3 separate regions of the Gossypium hirsutum genome follow, and regions 2 and 3 are each linked to region 1. A link is a contact called in public Hi-C data. All regions are on one chromosome and are shown on one strand. Each heading gives the region's core, a stretch centred on a gene start, on an enhancer-like site or on the middle of the called end of the contact. The rest is flanking DNA. Distances are from core to core; before and after follow the strand shown.

Evidence for each region. Hi-C and Micro-C count contacts between places; a contact is called where the count stands out from the background.
Region 2: a Hi-C map of hypocotyl shows a contact between it and region 1, with 3 times the contacts expected there. The contact joins the enhancer-like site here to the promoter of LOC107901882 in region 1. A contact is called at or near these places in 2 of 34 Hi-C or Micro-C datasets (hypocotyl and leaf).
Region 3: a contact with region 1 is called in a Hi-C map of hypocotyl, with 3 times the contacts expected there. The contact joins the promoter of LOC107901884 here to the promoter of LOC107901882 in region 1. A contact is called at or near these places in 12 of 34 Hi-C or Micro-C datasets (anther, callus, hypocotyl and 3 more).

What each region holds. Positions count from the first base shown.
Region 1 is chrD06:52,324,440-52,329,073 of Gossypium_hirsutum_v2.1, reverse strand. It overlaps LOC107901882 (pyruvate dehydrogenase E1 component subunit beta-3, chloroplastic), which reads left to right and starts at 1,967. Exons shown (of 4, transcript XM_016828048.2): 1 at 1,967-2,248; 2 at 2,331-2,437; 3 at 2,551-2,594; 4 at 3,300-4,577. The coding sequence starts at 2,140. The coding sequence ends at 4,272. It overlaps LOC107901881 (a long non-coding RNA gene), which reads left to right. Exons shown (of 2, transcript XR_001685483.2): 1 at 1-307; 2 at 639-1,091.
Region 2 is chrD06:52,524,347-52,528,509 of Gossypium_hirsutum_v2.1, reverse strand. No RefSeq gene overlaps it. Among protein-coding and RNA genes, the nearest start is that of LOC107901876, 9.5 kb to the right of the region's middle. Within about 2 kb of position 2,404, at least 9 of the 9 cell types and tissues checked have an H3K27ac peak or open chromatin away from gene starts, as enhancers often do. A contact at or near this core is called in hypocotyl and leaf, where this site is marked.
Region 3 is chrD06:52,099,677-52,104,293 of Gossypium_hirsutum_v2.1, reverse strand. LOC107901884 (cullin-4) reads right to left here and starts at 3,365. Exons shown (of 17, transcript XM_016828050.2): 1 at 2,799-3,365; 2 at 1,576-1,691; 3 at 1,131-1,477; 4 at 113-293. The coding sequence starts at 3,033.

The DNA of each region.
Region 1 (4,634 bases), core at 718-3,217:
TGCAGTAAAATTTGAAAGAAATAAAAAAATAGTTTAAAAACACCATAAAATCAGAAGGACTAATTGCAGAAATAGTCCATTGAAAATAAAAAGGCGGATGGTATAGGCAAAACGATGCCGTTTTCGTTTCTTCTTTAAGTTAGCCAAAACCTTAAAAAAAAATTCTGCTTGTTTTTTTTGTGTTAAAGAACAGTGGTCTGCTAGGGGTTTTTTTAACCCCCTCCCTCCTTGCGCCACCGTTCGAGCCTAGTGCCCCATGCCCCGATTTCGCCGGAGAAGACACCGGCTCGACAACTCCGGCGACCAGGTAAGTCTTTTCCTTTCTTTTTTTAAATGAAAAATAAAATAAAATAAAAAAACTAAAAGAGAAAAAAGAAAACAAAACGAAACTAGGAATAAAAAAAATCCAAAAAAACCACCTTTTGTATTCGGAAATCGATAAGTAAATCTCTATTTTCTCTCTGTTTTTCGTATCTAAACTGTAATCCCCCTCCTTTTTACAGATTCGATAATGGCTTTAAATAGCCGAAAATGGGAAAAAATGAACCCAAATCCAAAGAAATCTCCTATTTTTCGTTGGCATATTGTTGTTTTTGTTCCATTTTTTTTGCTGTTTTGTTTTGCGTTTGTTGCTGTAGGTATTGCTAGCGCATGGAGCGGCGCATGTTGGGGAGGTTCGTGGCGCGAGATTCGCGGCGGTGTGCGAGGGTGAGCTGCGGCAGTGCTGAAGCAAATAGGCTCCTAGGGTTTCTGTTATTTTGTTTTTTGTTTGGGCCAGGTTTAGTGGGTTGGGCATGTTTGGGCCTATTTATTTTCTTGGGCCCGGGCATATTTGGGCTTGTACACCTGCCATAGCAAAAGATTCTGCAAAAATCGAGGCAACCGCCATACCAATCAAACCTCGACATGAGACTACAATTCGAACCTCAACCACTACCAAAAAAAACCTCCCAAAATCACGAATAGGTTTTGTTTTATTTGTTTTTTTAAAAAAACTGTGTTTGAACTTGTTTTTTAAAAATTCTGATGACTTTGCTTGAAGACTAAAAAATAAAAAGATACAGGACATAATTCTTGTTATTTGGATATAACAGCAGATAGTATAATGGGGCCTTGCAAATTAGATCATGCTGAGATGTTTAGCTTGAATGTTAGGATCCATGGCCAGCCTTGAGTTTCGCATGAGCATAATTTTTGAATTTTACTAAGGATACGTATATTCATTTGTAGGGTTAACTGTATGATTACTCGAAAAAATGAGTTCCTACAAAATTTCAACTTAAAATAATCAATATTAACAACTAAAAGAAGAGTATTAAGTAGCAGAAAAGGGATACTCACAAAGGGATTATGAACAAACAAGCCGATTCAGATAAAAAAAAATCGGATTGAGAAACCAATTATTCAAGAACGTGAAGAATTGGAAAATACAATGATTAGGAACAAAAACGATTACCATCTTTTTATTTGTCGACAACCACTTGATTTTAAGTCTTAGAACATAAATTTGTCGGAGAAGAAGACATACCTGGACCCTCCATTGAATCCTCTTTTGTTTTTGTAGGTGATAAAAAATTCTGATGATAATAGCTTTCTTAGTCAACTGAAAAAGAAAACTAAAAAAAGGGGGAGATGAACGGTTTTTTAACTAAGATTTAAGGTTTAAAATTTTTAATTAATTAAATTTATTTAATTAAAAATCTATTCTCATCCCAAGTTGGCACTTAAAATCTAGTTGGACTGCCACGTAGGATTACCGTTAGGAAGATAACAGAACTTAACGGAAGAGTGATCACTTCGTAACAAAATAATAACATAAGTGACTAAAACGTAACATTTCAAACATAAATGACTAAAATATAATCTGAAGCAAACAAAAGTAACTATTTTTATAATTTATCCTTAAACCTAAATGAACTAGTCTTCGATGAAAACAATGCCTTATGGGTGCATTCCACTCCAAATAAATCGCCCAACATTTAAAAAAAAAAAATTAATATCAATAAAAAGACCCTCAAATTCTCCGCCTAGTTTACTCCTCTCGTATAAATTTCACACTTCCTTGTTTAATTTATTTCCATTTTGTTTTAAATAAATTTCATTTTCTTTTTTACTTTCGCCGCTGCAAGTGCAAATCCAATGGCTGCCATCTTCCAAGGAGTTGGGGCGGCTGCTGCGTTATCATCATTACCCTCCAATTCTTTCGATTCCAAAAATATTCTTTTTTCTCCTCGTAGATCCTTCTCCGGTTCGTTGTTCTTTTTTCATTTTTCATTTTCATTTCAGATTTTTTTTAAAAAAAATTGTTTTTGAATACTGTTTTGGTTCAGTGAGGAAAGCGCCGAGCTTTGTGGTAGTCAGATCTGATGGAACCATGAACTTGGATTTGAACCCTAAAGGTCGAAGGGCTCAACAATTTATTGCCAATGCAGTTGCGGTAATGCTTCCTTTTTATTCCCCTCTCTCTGTCTCTTCGTTTTCTACGTTTTGAAAATTCCTAGTGTCATTTCCTATGATGTTACTAATTTAATTGTATTTTGATTTTTTTAGACCAAAGAAGATAGCTCCGCAGCGTCGTCATCTTCGAAACCAGGGTAATTATTTTCGATTTTAGAGTTCAGAATTAACTTTTGAATTAGTGTTACATTGTTGTTAATTGCTCTAATTTTGTTAAATATGAAAGATGTTGATATTATTACTGTTGTATTAGGATGGTATTGCTCAATTTTTCTTACTTTTCTGCCTAAGACATAACCCAAAGCTTGCATTGATATTTTGATTCTTTTGTATTATTTTATAACTTAGTCTTTTTTTTCAGTTCATGCCTTGGTTTTGACGAACTTTTTTTTTCCTCTTTTCATTGCAATCCTGCAACTTTAGTTGAGATGCATGCTTAACCAAGTCTTGCTCATATTATGGTAATGTTCATGCATTTTATACCAGTCAGGCATTAACCTCTTTCTAACATCAGTACAGTCTTTCACAAGTGAATTTGTTTTTCCATATCACTGTTGTTGTTGGCTTATAGTAGGTCTTTCTAAAATGACTGATTCATTGCAGTCTGTCTACTGTCATCAACTGATTGTCAGAGGCATATGCGTCAAAGGTTGAATGGGTGTCACTTGATTCTTGGGTGTATGCTTGCATGTATCTATGTCTGTTTCGTGTTTTGCAATGGAGCTATGTTCATCATTAATTTTTTTTTTATATTCATACTTGTCACAATCATGTCTTTTGTTTTGTTATTTTATGAAAATTGTTGGAGTGATATAAGTAACTAGATCTATATTGTATCCCAGGCATGAGCTTTTACTTTTTGAAGCTCTACGAGAGGGATTGGAAGAAGAAATGGAGAGGGATCCCCGTGTGTGTGTCATGGGTGAAGATGTGGGTCACTATGGAGGTTCCTACAAAGTGACCAAAGGACTAGCCACGAAGTTTGGGGACCTTAGGGTTCTTGACACCCCTATTGCGGAGAACTCTTTCACTGGCATGGGAATCGGAGCTGCTATGACTGGCTTGAGACCCGTTGTTGAGGGTATGAACATGGGATTTCTCCTCCTTGCTTTTAATCAGATCTCAAACAATTGTGGTATGCTTCATTATACGTCTGGTGGCCAGTTTACCATACCGATAGTTATTCGCGGACCTGGTGGTGTTGGACGGCAACTTGGTGCAGAGCATTCTCAACGCCTTGAGTCCTATTTTCAGTCAGTACCTGGAATTCAAATGGTTGCATGTTCAACCCCTTACAATGCCAAGGGATTAATGAAGGCTGCTCTCAGAAGTGAGAACCCTGTTATACTTTTTGAGCATGTTTTGCTTTACAACCTCAAGGAGAGAATCCCAGATGAGGATTATATCTGTAATCTTGAGGAAGCTGAGATGGTAAGGCCTGGAGAACATGTCACTATTCTAACCTATTCAAGGATGAGGTATCATGTGATGCAGGCAGCAAAAACTTTGGTGAACAAGGGTTATGATCCTGAAGTAATTGATATTAGGTCATTGAAACCATTTGATCTTTACACCATTGGTAACTCAGTTAAGAAGACACATCGTGTTCTCATTGTGGAGGAGTGCATGCGGACAGGTGGTATTGGTGCTAGCTTGACCGCTGCCATCACTGAGAATTTCCATGATTATTTGGATGCTCCAATCATCTGCTTATCTTCACAGGATGTGCCTACACCATATGCTGGAAGATTGGAGGAATGGACTGTAGTTCAGCCTGCGCAGATTGTGACGGCGGTTGAGCAGCTCTGCCAGTAGTTGTGATAGCAGTAATAGTGATTCCATAGTTGAAGTTCTGTTAATCTTGTCGTGGTTAGTAAGAAAGCAGTTCTTTTGCAACATCGTTTTCGATCTCTAATTCCTGTTCCTTGGCAATTTTGTCAGTTCAAACTTGCAAGTTTTCATCAAGTTGAGGCCCTTGTGATCTTGTTCTTTCTTGACTAAAATGGCAAGTAAGGTCCTTAAGCAATAGTTATAGGTAGAATTATGGAAAATAGCTCTGTACTTTCCGAGATCTGATTGATAAAATATATTTATAACTCGTTATGAGGGGTATTCTGAAACCATGAGATTGGTGTGACCTGAGCAAAATGTTGAGGAGAAATGTGGTGGTTAAGCCA
Region 2 (4,163 bases), core at 1,155-3,654, 200 kb before region 1:
TCATATAGGTTCCTCAGGATTTTGGCAGCAATAACATTTCCATTGCTCAGCATCGCCTTCTTTCTTCCAAGCATTTTTGCTTCACACAAATAAAATGGCGATGTGAAACTGAGGTGAAGTGGCACCAGCCCTTTTGATAGCTCACCAGAAACATTCAAGGTGTCCCAGATTGGAGACCATTGCTGAAGAGGAATGTGGCAGTTCAGGGTTGTGAAAGAGGGCCTTGTTCCTCTTTTGTGTTGTTGCATAGAGATACGTACATTAATGCTTAAAATCAAAACCTGTGTGGGAGGGATTTCAAGGATTGGGAACACCAATCAATAGCTTAGTTAGAGCTTGTTAGCTAATTTTGCTACTTGTATACTTTATATATTAAATTTCACACTTTCAGGTTTCATGAGTTCACATCCTTTTCTCTCCTAAATATTCCTAACCTGTCTATGTTTAATGCTGTTTAAACAAGATTCTGATTTCCATCTCTCTGAATTTAACTGTCCATATACATTTCAAGCCATAGTTTATCTTGCCTTGCCGCTCACCAAATATTATATAAATATACTAAAAGATATAAATATTCTTATAAAAAGTTTATTATTTTTAAATTTAAAATTTGAGTTTTTTTTTTCAACTGAATTACTCATTATACCAAACGAGATATTGTACATTAAGGGCTAGTTAAACATTGTTTCTGAATAGAGTTTTTAAAGAGTGTTTAAAAAAGTGATTTTCAAAAATACTTTTAAAAAAGTTTGTTTAAAATTTAAGTGTTTATTACTGTTGTAAAAAAGTACTTTTGAGAAATAAAATCTCCATTTTAGAGATGGTGTTATAAAGCAACAAATAAACATTCAAGTAATCTTCAAATCAATAAGAAAATAGAAAATAATTTATTGTTAATATTTTAATATATGAAAAATAAATTTTAAATATTTTTTAAGTAATTAACTAGAGAAAGGAAATTGCATGTGTTGGGGGATGAAAACGTAATTAAACTGTCAAAACACATCGTACGTTATAGATAAATGGACATATTCAATCGAAAAGCAGATCCCCTGCTACCAACAGAGGGAGCAAAAAGAAAAAGAAGTACAATGAATGCAATTGCATGTCCAGCATATTGTAAGGATGGAATTGGGTATATTTCGTACGTCACAAGACTAAGGAATTCCACTCTAAAGTTAATGATTTTGGTGTCGCCATGTGCGCATTGACAATAAAAATAAAAAAAAGAGATTTGGAATTTCTAATTTGGTTATTAAAAAGGAGAAATGGGAATGATGTGAGGTCCAAGGCCACCAAGCAAGGTCTCTAGATAGAGCCCAACTCATACCATGATCTCAAGCTGGCAATTGGATCATGTCAGCGAATGCGTAAGCCACTTTCCAAATTGAAATTAAGAAATAAATTCAAATAAAAACACACAAATCAATGGTGATAACCAGGGGATTCTTTAGCCATTACTTCCCAAGTCGAGATGCTCTGTTTTTGGAGTAAATTATAATTTTGGCCAACTTTCCATACAATAAGCAGGAAATATTTTCATTATGCAAAGAACTGGGTTCATTTGTGTACCCTAAAGGCTAGAATCACTAGTTATTATATTATTAACCAGAGTTAGCAAGCAGTGAATTAGATTGTTGATTTGTTAGCTGGTGGTTGCAGGCCTTTCTAAAGCAGGAAAATTTTAGTCAATGTTCAAAACTATTGCAATCAGAAACTTTCAAAAACCAGAGACTGGGAAACGTTGGATCGATATGATGATAAAACAGGATTTACAAATTATGAACATCAAAGCAGATTTGCCCACCATCTATCTCATATTCTCACTCATTACACTGCTATAAACTTATTGAACATTCTTCTCTCCCTGGCATTGAATTTATTGAGATTCTCCATTTTCCAGGCTTCTCATCTCTCAAGCAAAGAAAGGGGGGGGGGGAGAAAGCCACAGTTTTCCCAGATCCCTTTGAAGCAAAAAAAAGCATTGGAAGGGCTCATGCACATAGAGTCAAATCCTTGTTTACCAAGAAATAGACACCCGTAGACAAGACAAGGGGGAGAACCAGCAAGAATTTCTTTGAAAAAACTGAATGATTTTCACACCCTTCTTCATGAATGGTCTCTAGCCTTGGATATGTGGAAGATTTTCTGGGATTAATGAGAGGGGATGGTGCCACTGCACCCCAGTTTTGCATGTATACCACCTCTTTCGTCATCTTTAAAACTGAGGAAAGCTTGATCAAGATTGGGAAGTTAAGGGGATGGAAGGAGGATTTATATAGACTTGGAGCGCGTAAATTAAGGAAAGATGAAGGAAGAAGATTGGAAGTTGGTTGGGAAGTCCAAAGTAGACAAGAGGATTGAATGATATAGGTTAACCCACGTATTCTGACATTGTTTTAGTTTGCCAATAAAAATAGGATCTCACCAGCAATATAAGAATATGGTTGGTCAAAGAAGATGTTCTAGATCCACTCGTGTGTGAATAGTTGACTTCTGCTTAAAATCTGTTATTGGCTGCATTCTAGAAACAAACTTTTGGGAAATAAATGCTGTATATATTTATATTCATTATCACATCATCTTTTATATTTATTCTATAAATAATGTTCAAATAAAATATTTATTTATTGAATTATAAAAAATTTAAAAAATATTAATTATGTGAACCAGTGAATAACATTAACTATATTCTAATTTGCTCCATTTAATAGTAGAGGGACTAATTTGATTAAATTTTTATAATAGAGAGACCTCTCAACTTCAAATAGAATTTATTTGCGATAAGAATTGAGATAAAATTCATACATGTGTAGTGATATTTTTTAATCCAATTATATTATAAAATCAGAATATTTATTTTTGTAATTTTTACCTTAATTTTGTAAAAGAAAATTTCTAAATTAGATCACAAGGTGTAGTGATATTTAAAAAAACAAAAAATCTTGCACAAACCCTGTTTCAATTTGGTTCGGATAGACTTGTAAAACTAAATCATTATTTATAAATTATTAATTGTTATATCCCATCCATGTAACACCCCTTACCCGTATTCAATACCGGAATAGGGTACGAGGCATTACCAAAACACATGCACTTGTAAACGTATTTAACCGAGTTATAAAATTTCATTTAAATTAAAACTTTTAAAATAATTAACATGCTTCTATAACTTTTCACAGTATATCCTCAAAATGTTATAATCATAATAATTAGGGCTTACGAGACCCGATACATACTCATGCAATTCAATGCTTCATTTCCATTTCCCTCAATTCGCAATTTCTCATGCTCACGATTTAGATCATATCACTAGCAATTTTCATTTAATTCACGTACAATTCAATGACATCAAGTTCAACACTAATACGTATTTACCATTTAACTCAATGTTTATTGATTATACCATTCAATAACACATTTATGAAATTCTCAATTTTGCAACGAAAATATCATTTTAGCTTGAACAACAACATGGTCCTGATATAAATACACTACCACTTATCCATTTACTTTAATTCTTTTGGGCCCATTTGTCACTTACCATCCTTAATCAAATTAGGGAACGGTTACGGAAATTTGAGTACTTCACTTTCACTTTGCCATAGTATAACTATGGTCTTACATATGATCACTTATCACTTGTCCCTGATCAGATAAGTGTAGCTGGCTACCACTTATCACTTTGTCACTTGATCAGATAAGAGTAGCTAAGGCTACCACTTATCACTTTCTCACTTGATCAGATAAGTGTAGCTAAGGCTAACACTTATCACTTTGTCACTTGATCAGATAAGTATAGCACTTATCACTTTTTCACTTGATCAGATAAGTGTAGCTAAAGCTACCACTTATCACTTTGTCTCTTGATCAAATAAGTGTAGCACTTATCACTTTTTCACTTGATCAGATAAGTGTAGCTAATGCTACCACTTATCACTTTATCACTTGATCAGAAGTATTCAAATTCGGCATTCCGCTCAATTTGATCATTTATTCATATATCAGGCTTACCAACATGTATTAATTCATAAACCATTCATGACATTATTTCATGCCACATCATATACTGAATATACCATACACACATACTATGAAACTTTATTTTCACACATGAGTTTAAACCATGACCAATAATGCACAAATATAAGTATAATTCATAT
Region 3 (4,617 bases), core at 2,116-4,615, 230 kb after region 1:
ATAATATGATATATTAACATTGTTATTAGAAGGATAAAATATGTACAATTCAAAATACAGAGCACCACAGCACCAGTCACTGCTAATTGCAAACATAAAATATGAAAAGCACCTCTACATGCTTCAGGTAATCTGGAACATCAGATTGCTGCATGTATTTCATTCCTTCGGCTGCATAAAACTCAGATGTGCACTCCAGGAATGGCTTCTCAAAGCTTTCAGAGTAAATACCTAAAGCAGTAAACATCTTCAAAAGATGGTTAAGGAGAGTCCTATCAACCACTTCACCTAACCTGCATGATCAAAAACAGAAAAGCAGTGGGTGGGTTCCAAGATGCATATTCAATAAACACGGGAACATCAGAATTGAGCATCTGACATCATTCACAAACTTAGGTAGCTAACTCAAAATAACAAGGGAAGATGTATGAGATTTAAAAGCAATAAAGCAACATGATAATGAATTCCCCAACAATTTCTGGATTTTTCACAAAATAATTGTATCTAAAGATGATTAAAATGAGCTACAAAGAAAATGATTGACAGTAAGCTACAGTTCAATTGATCAGACATTCTAACCAGCCCTTCAAGAGACTTTTTTCCACAATAGAAATATGTTACCACCTCTTTCTAGCCTTTTCCAGGTAACTAGAATCTTATGGCATAGGCTGGTAAAACCATAGAAGTAAACCAAAGAAGGGAATAAGGACATTAAAACAACTTATGAGTTAATTCAACTTGACTGATACTCAACATGTTGCAGGTTGACTTTTTCAACTTTTACCACCACTAATTCTTGTGCAGAAAATACAGCCTGATATCAATTTGGTTTGAAGACATTTAAAACAAGTTGAACATAGCATTAGTTTATCTAGTACACTTTCATCTGCCAGTACAATAGCAACCAATGGGGTATTTATTTTCAAATTAATATTCGTTTTCACCCAAGACACCAAAAGATGGATGGTTCATCCTTAAGTTTTGCAACACCTAATGATACCCAATTTGTTACAACATCCATCTATAACTATCATGCATCTTTGGCATAGGTTAGGTTGAGACTTTGAACATGAAAAAAGGGACTACGATAAAGGAGCTGTATATTTTAAATTAAAATTCATTAGAATTACCTCTCACCCTCAATCATTCTCAAAAGACCCGTGACAGTTTTGTGCTCAACTTCAGGAGCCATGGAAAGATGTTTACGGAAGAGCTGCAAGCCCATGTCCCACAATGAACGTACATTCGGGGTTTGTTTAACATATGTTCTGTCTAGATACAAGGCTATACTACGAATCATTAACATTTGATCACAAAGATCTTGCCAACATTTCTCAACAAGAGATAAGAAAACAACCAAATCTGGGCTTTGCCCAACCAAAGATCTTAGTGCTGTAGATATATGTTCTTCACACTCTTTTTCAATGCGTTGATAAAGGCTTCCCCCCATCTTGTGCAGGCACAGATCATTGACAGCCTGAAGAGAGCATGTTCAATTATCAAGAGGCAATATTGCTAACATTGCAAATGGCTATAATAATCAAAATAGAGAAAAGAAGAATATGTGAGACTTGCCTGGTAAAGCTTCTCTAAGTCACAAGAATCTGGTCGCTTCAAAAATATGGCAGTAATGGCTGACTTCAGCTTTGCCCATGTCTCCACCTCAAAATTTGTAGGCAATGTTGGTTTTGCTGAAAAAACCAAGACAAGAAGTTAAAGTTGTATCAGAAACCTTCCTGAATATGGTCCTAAATAGCTTTCTTGTAAGCAATGCCCTTCTAGTTTCCTACAATTAGTACACATAAACCACATAGAATCGGATGTAATTTGATTTGAAAATATAAAACAAACTTCAATCCTCATTACACTTCCTCTCAAATAAACTTACTAATAATAGTCACCAGCTAAATAAAATCCATTTTCAGTTGTTTAGGAAGAACTGGTTATACTTATGCAAGTATGCATCATAGATGCTTACAGAAAATAGTCTAAAAGGGGACAGTAATGAACTTTTCAAAAAGCTCAGGGGTTTCAGAGGATAGCTCCAAACCACATTCACCCAACATGTTCCCTTGATAAATTAACAGAGAAGGCCAAACTGAAAAACCATCCAAAAAGGAAGTAAAGATCGCTCAAAGCTTTCAAGTAGAGCTACATAAGTAGTAGTCCCGCATCTCAAAGGTAAAAAAACATAAAATGTAACAAGGATTTTGCTAACCAGTGACCTGATGGCACTCTTTGAGGTTAATATATATAGTAACATATTTCATCAAAAGCACTGAAAATGATGAAACTATCCTAAAGGCACTCATTTAACAAAACCCTTTAAACTAACAAATCAAGCAGGACCCTGACCTAGTTTAACATGAATAATCTTGCCTCCCAAAAATCGATGTCAATTTCAAATTATAATAAATAAAGGGTAAAATCTTAGCAAATGGTTGAAATCGTGACCGCATTACACTGGAAAAAATGAACAGTTCTGATGATCAGCTAATAGACCTCTATGAAACATTAGGTAGAAGCTAGGATAGGATTGAAAGCACTAGCCTACGAATAGATCTCAGTAAGACAAAAAACAATAAAATGATTTAACCCGTAGCAAGGTCCTAATTTCTAAATTCACCTCCTATAATCCCTAATTTTTCATTCCAAAAGCGACCCAACAAACAAAGTCACTAAAATTCTAAGACCAAACTCTCAAATCAACTAAATAGGGCAACTTTACAAATGACCCAGAAAATAAATTTCACAAAAAAGAAAAAAAGAAGAGAGAAATCAAGAAAAAAGAACCCAACCTTTAAGGAGTTTGATGACAAGCTTTTTGGCAGGTTGAGGAGGGGTAGCCTTTTTGCGAGACAAATTAGCGGCGGCGGGAGTACGAGCATCGGCGGACTTGGAATCATCGTGGAGGGGCATAGATGAAGGGTCAAAAAGGACGTTGTTATCGTCTTGGTTGTTATGGTGGTGATGGAGGCCGTTTCTGTTTGGGTCGAGGGAGCAAGCAACGGCTTGGGACTTGGCTTTCTTCATTGGAGGTTGGAAATGAGGCGAGGAAGAAGAAGAAGAAGAAGCAGTGACGTTGGTTATAGAGCGTTTGGTGGGGGGAGAGACATGAAAGTGATCAACAGAGCATTGTAAAATCTTCAGCTCCTTCGCTTCCTTTTGATTTGGGATAATGTTGCCTTAATAATGCCTTATACACACAGGAAAAAGAAGGAAGATTTGAGAAGGCAGCACAGCAAAGCAGCAAAAGATAAAAATTTGTGAGTGAGAGAGAAAGAGAGAGAAAGATTATAATAAAAAATGGTTTTCTTTTTCTTTTTTTCTTTTGTAGGTTTTATTTATTTTTCTTTTAAGCGAAAGAAACAGGTCTGCTTTTTCTTCTTTTTTTTTTTTTTAAGTTTTGATGGTTTGGTGGTGCAGGCTTAATATTGTTCCTTTTTTTTTTTAATTCTAAATATTCGGGATTTATTGTGGCTGTCTCTTCCAATTAACACCTACTAAGTACAACCTGCAATTCTTTTTCCAGCTTAATGGTTTTGATTAGTTTAAATAAAATTATATTAGGTAAAAATATATTTTGTTAATTGTACTTAAAGAATCTAAACTTTTTTTATCCAATTAGATACCTAAATTTGGTCTTAAGATTTAATTTGGTACTTAAAGTTTTTTTCTAATGCAATTAAGCATCTAAACTTGGCTTTCTAGTTCAAATTACCACCTAAATTTGGCTTCATTGTTTAAATTGACTCAAATAAGTCATTTACCGTAACTACTGATTTGGATCAAAAAGTCATATTTAAGTACCAATTTGAACCAAAAACTCAAGTTTAGGTATCTAATTATATAAAAGAAAAACTTTAAGTACCAAATTGGACATTAAAGCCAAGTTCAAACATCTAATTGGACAAAAAAAATGTTTAGGTACCAAATTGAACCATAAAGCCAAGTTCAAGTATCAAAATATATTTTCTCATTATATTATGGCACAAATCTATATCTATAATTATAATATATATAAAGGCACGAGTTTAGAAAAACTTTTAAACTAACAGTAATAGCCTTTATTTTCCACCATATTACTAAATTCACATTTAAAAACAATTATAATTTAATAGAAATTATGATAATTACATATTTAAAAATAATTACAATTTAAATTACAATTATTAATTAAAAATTGTACTAATTTTAAAATAGAGTTACTACTTGAATAGAACTCTAAGCATGAAATATAGAAAAAAAAAATTGTGATAATTATAAAGGTTAAATGCTCAAATTAGGTTTCAACCTTTTAGAGGTTGCTCACGTAAAGGTCAAACCTTTCGAAATGCTCATATAAAAGTCTAACATTTATAAAAATGTTAAAATAAGGATTTTTCATGCACTTCAGTCCAATTTGAGTAAGAATTAGGTGAATTATAATGTATTTAGAATAAAATACATGATAGTTGAATCAAATATTGCTTGAAAATAAAAAAATAAAAACATAATTTGAGATCTGATATACGAAATATGAGAAGCCCTTATTTGAGTACTTTCAAAAAAGTTTGGCTTTTATTTGAGCACTTTCAAAAACTTTTGGCCCTTATTTGAGCACTTTGAAAGGTTTGG